Linked DNA regions of Sus scrofa: region 2 is linked to region 1. A link is a contact called in public Hi-C data. All regions are on one chromosome and are shown on one strand. Each heading gives the region's core, a stretch centred on a gene start, on an enhancer-like site or on the middle of the called end of the contact. The rest is flanking DNA. Distances are from core to core; before and after follow the strand shown.

Region 1 (2,660 bases), core at 101-2,600:
TGGGGAGATCAACTGGGAAACAAATGGAGCTTCAGATGCTTAAATGAGAGAGCAAAAATTGGTCTGTGACAGGCAGGACAGAGTGAGACCTACAAAGATGGTCTGTGCTGCAGCCCTATGCACCCCAGCTTGAGATACTCAACCACTGGTGCCAGTGGGGGCTGAATGCTGGATTATGGAGTTTGGAGCACAGAACTGAGGAGAGGGCTGTAGCTGGATGCATGGAGATGGCCTGAGGGGGGCAGGAGTGTGAACTGGTGCAGTGGGGAGTGTTCATGGAGGAGGGCTGGACCACCATAGAGACGAAGTGCCATTGTGGAGTGGCGTGCAAGGGGCAGGGCTGCCATTGCAGCCTCTTTTCCCATGTGCCAGCCTTTGCCTCTGCAGACTCAGGGGGACACTCCTGCCTGAGTGGGCCCAAGCACTCTGACCCCTGCCTGGCCCCTCTTGCCCAGTGTACCCATGCACATGGGCCACTGCCTGACCCCTTTCACCTGGAATATCTCACAGACTACAACTATCACCTCGACTCCCTCCTGCCAAAGGGGTCCTGAGCACCCTGGCTGCCACCCTGGCCCCCTTCTGCCTCCTGCTCATGTGTCCCTGTTCCCTCCCACTTGGGCAGGCATGTGTGCTTCAGCAATCTCAGGAGTAGATGCTGTTAGGTTGTCTACATGAAGGGTTGGGCTGAAACCACAGCTGAGCCCCAGGGCTGTGCAACTAAGGAAGAAGAGCTGAAGTCTTTTCCTCACAGCTGTTTGAACCACAAATTTATACCCCTACTGCTGGCTTTGTAAACACAGTACATGCGGAACATTAGAACAGACAACAAGTACTCCCGCAGCTGGATGAGTCTGGATTTAGCATCTGTGGACTTTTGGACATGTATACATGGGGCCTGGGCCAGGTCAGAGTCTGAGCTGCCACAGTGGATCCAAGTGCATGACCACTGCTGTTCTGTGATCTGGCTTCAGTGGATCTGCACCAGTAGCCTTGTGAAAACAATACCTGAGAGACACCAGGCCCAATTGCTGGCATTTCCACAGTTGGGGTGGGGCTGAGGGAGGTGCTAAAAGTGTCCTTTTGAGCCCCACATAGGGTGAAAGGTAATACAACAGAGCACACTCAAAGGGGAACAATTCCAATGGAGGAATATTCAGTGGTTCTCCCACTGGGAGTGCTCCAGTCCTACCTGTCTCACCCTGCACATTAGTAACACAGTTCAGAAACAGATGAGGGGGCCTCTACTCCATCAATGAGGGAGCAGACCCTGCCTCTGGACAGTGAAGCGACAGCCACAGAGCAGAGAAGGCCTCACTCAGTATCCAGACTCTGGTCACCAGAGCATCAGTCACACCTCCTATCAAGGGATAATGGCCAGCAAGCACTTGAGGAGAGAGGTGTCAAGAATCTATACTAAAACAGCCCTCGCACCAAAAAATATTAATCCACACAGGCTGCACAGGGACATTCCTACATAAAAATAACCTAAGACAGTCTGAGGTCTGGCATTGGGAGGTGGAATTCCAGAGCATTTAACTTTGAAGGGCAACAGAGCTTGAATTCAGGAGCTCCATAGAACTGGGGGAAACAGATTCCACTCTTGGAGTGTGCACAAAAGGATCCATGTGCACTGGGACCCAGCTCAAAGTAGTAATTCAGTCAGAGCCTGGGCTAGACCTACCTTTGGGTCTTGGAAGTTCTCATGCGGAGGCAGGGGCTGGCTGTGGCTCACATTGGGGGAAAAGACACTGGTTCTAGAATTCCCAGGGACTCTTGACCTCTCCCAGAGGTCACCATTTTGGCACCAAGACCTGACCTCATCCAACAGCCTGCAGGCTCTAGTGCTGGAATGCCTCAGGGCAAACAACTAGCAGAATAGGAACACAGACACACCCATCAGCAGACAGGCTACCTGATGACATACTGAGCTCACAGCCACCTCTAAACAAATCCTTGAGAAAGCCCTGCACATAAGAAGAACAAGACCCAGCTCTACCACCAGAGGGCAAGCACCTGTCCCTTTCACCAGGAAGCCTGCACAAGTTCCTGGGTCAACCTCACCTACCAGGGGACAGACACCAGAAGCAAGGGGGACTACATTCCTTCAGCTTATGTAACAGAGATCACAGACACAGAAAATTAGACAGAATGAGATTACAGAAATATGTCTCAGACAAAGGAACAAGAAATCAACCCACAAGAGCAACTAAATGAAGATGAGATAGGCAGTCTACCTGAAAAAGAATTAGAATAATGATAGTAAAGAGGATCCAAAATAAGAATGAAGGCACAAACCTAGAAGATATATGAATTGTTTTAAAAAGAGCTAGAAAATTTAAAAAACAAACACACAGGGATGAACAATACAGTAACTGAAATGAAGAATACACTAGAAGGAATCAATAGCATAATAACTGAGGCAGAAGAAAGAATAAGTGAGCTGAAAGACAGAGTGGTTGAAATCATTGCTGTGGAATAGAATAGAGAAAAATGAATGAAAATAAATAAGGACAGTGTGAAGGAACTCTGGGACAACACTAAATGTATTAACATTCACATTTTAGGGATCCCAGAAGAAAGAGAGGGGGACCTGAGAAAATATTTGAAGAGATTATAGTCAAAAACTTCCCTAACATGGGAAATGAAACACTCAAGTT
Region 2 (2,660 bases), core at 106-2,605, 170 kb after region 1:
CAGTGGATCTTCGGACATTTTAATACAACAAAATATCCAACCTTTCCAAAGGAATCCTTGATTACACATGTCTGATTTGGGCTGTGACAATTACTTCCTCTGAATCCTGAGGATTTGGTAGGTATTGGACACTCAGTCCCATTGACTATGAAGACCAGTGATCCCTCCAAAGAGAAATTTGGTTTTCCCATTTAAGGGTGTGAATCATTATTCTATATGTTTCTGATCTTAAGTTCAAGGAAAGCCATGTCAAGTCTATATAAAAATTTTATTTTGAACATTAAGTAAGCAAACTCAGTACAACAGCCCCCTCTAGTGTGGTGGAAATGCCCTAGGAGGAAAATGGAATAACCACTTTTCTCATTCAGTAATATGTTCGAGTCCTCTTGTGAAGACTCATTGTAGCAAGGTCAGACGGCTTTTGACTCTTCAGCAGAAGTTAATTCCCTGAAAGTGATCAATTTTCCTGTACTTGGGTTTCATGCTACTTATAATTCATTTTCTTTTTAATCAAGTGACTAGAAATGCAGTATCAACCTATGGTTAATATGAGAAAAGACATAAAAATTAATTCAGTTTTTTGAGGGCATCACAAATTTAGATTATAAGTGATTGAGCTAGAGAGTTCCAGACTCCAACCCTCCCATCATCTTACCTAGCACACTGTGGCTTCTCACATGTGAGATCTGATGTTTTACAGTCACTCAATTATTCAATCACGTATTCACTGAGTACCTACTATGCCCTGGGGACTCTGCTATGGGCTAGCAATGCAATGGACAACAGGATAGACCAGAAGCTTAAAGTTAACATTAGTGGTTTGAAAGAAGAAAAGGGTTCCTATGGGGAATGGCAAGTGGCTTGCTTTAGGAAGGGTGACCAGGTAAGGCCTCTTTGTGGAGGCAGCATTTACCTGAAGGTCTAAAAGGAGATTGCCATGGCAGAGTCAGGGGGCAAATATTTTAGGCAGGGAGATCAACAAATGAAAAGACCCTGTGCAGGGATGGGGCCAGGTGAGTTCCAGGAGCTTCCAGAAGCCAGAATATCTAAGCAGCATGAACAGAGTGAGGCGGTGATAAGAGAGGAGATTGGAAAATTAGACAGGATTTGGATTATGTGGGGCCTTGTAAGTCTTGGAAAGAAACAGGTTATCTTATTCTAGTTGTAATGAAAAGCCAATGAGGAGTTTGTAGCAGGTGGCTAATGTCAGATCTACATTCCTAAAAGATGACTTTGGTTACTATGCAGAGAAAGGACTGAGGGAGAAGCATGTGAGGAGCCCAGTGAGGAGTGTGTGGTCTCAGCCCAAGCAAGAGGTGCTGGTGGCTTTGCTCACAGTGGCCGTGCAGATGAAGTGAAGTGGCCACTCTGTGAAGACTCAGCACACCCTGCTGGTCGGTTGGATGTAGGAAGTGAGAAAAGGGATAGCATCAAGCATATCCATGGGCTCAATGGGTTCTGGCTAATTTAGAAACTGGGTGAATTATGGTGTCATTTACTGAGATGGAGAGAACTGAGCAGGAGAACCAGGTTCTCGGGGGAAATAGAAAGATCCATTCTGAACAAATTAAGTTTTAGATGCTTGTACATCATCCAAAAGGATCTGTCCTGTAGGGAATGGATATATAATTGGCAGGCTCGGAGAAGGGGTGTGACTTTACAAGCAAATTGGTGAGCCAAGGAGTGCAGACTTAACATTGTTAAGTGCAAACTTAAACATTCTAAACCTATTCTTAAAAATTGCAAAAATTAAAATAAGGGCATGGGATATAGACACCATTACAGTTAATCGCCCTGCTGGGTCATCCAATGTTTTTGTGTATGAATATCCTGTTTTGTGAGCAAAGCAGCCAGCCAAATGCACACATGATGAAGCTGAGAATGGGAATGCAATATTACTGCAATTTGCTGATTTGCTTTTCCTAGATGGTCACTAGATAGTTGAGGGATGTTAGTGATGCCTCCGAAGACGCAACTTGCTGTCCATGTGGGGTTTTCAAACAGTTTATTAATGTGGGCAAACAAACTAAATTACTTTTTACAACCACATTACAACCACATAAGGGTTAATGGCTGCAATAACTACATTTACAAAGTATATGTATAACCATTTTTTCTGGCCACGCTTGTGGCATGAGGAAATTCCTGGGCCAGGGACTGAACTCATGCCACAGTAGGGACAACGCCAGATTGTTAACTCCTAGGCCACGAGGGAACTCCAACCATGTCTTATTTGAAATGTTTTCTCTCTCATTAAAGACAGAATTTGGTAGCTCTGTACCAAAGAGATTTAAGCTAAAGAAATTGGAAAGAATATTGTCAGCTAATGTTGACGGAGCACTTGCTATGTGTCATGTACTTTATAGACATTAATTAATCTCCATGACAGAATAACACCATTGCTATTGTTATCTTCTTTACACATGTGAGGAAATAGGCTTATAGACTGTATCAGTAGCTACTCCCCTCCCCCCCCAAAAAAAAACCAGTCCACACCAGGATCAATAGAGAAAATATAATATGGAGCACAGGTTACAAAGGGGCTTGAGTGGATAATGAGGAAACAGGGTGAGGTAATCCAGGCATTAGCAAGAGCAGTAAATTATTCACCCTGCTGGAGCCAAAGCGATCCAGGGAGGAGGTCATGTTACCAGAGGTCG

What was found. Hi-C and Micro-C count contacts between places; a contact is called where the count stands out from the background.
Region 2: a contact with region 1 is called in a Hi-C map of psoas muscle, with 2.0 times the contacts expected there. The contact joins two enhancer-like sites. A contact is called at or near these places in 7 of 47 Hi-C or Micro-C datasets (alveolar macrophages, embryonic fibroblasts, heart right ventricle and 3 more) and 1 of 2 datasets of contacts at active chromatin or transcription factors (skeletal muscle).

The regions. Positions count from the first base shown.
Region 1 is chr1:43,511,306-43,513,965 of Sscrofa11.1, forward strand. All of the region lies in intron 7 of CEP85L (centrosomal protein of 85 kDa-like), which reads left to right. Among named protein-coding and RNA genes, the nearest start is that of PLN, 54 kb to the left of the region's middle. Within about 2 kb of position 1,351, at least 7 of the 83 cell types and tissues checked have an H3K27ac peak or open chromatin away from gene starts, as enhancers often do.
Region 2 is chr1:43,685,461-43,688,120 of Sscrofa11.1, forward strand. All of the region lies in intron 6 of SLC35F1 (solute carrier family 35 member F1), which reads right to left. Among named protein-coding and RNA genes, the nearest start is that of PLN, 230 kb to the left of the region's middle. Within about 2 kb of position 1,356, at least 3 of the 83 cell types and tissues checked have an H3K27ac peak or open chromatin away from gene starts, as enhancers often do.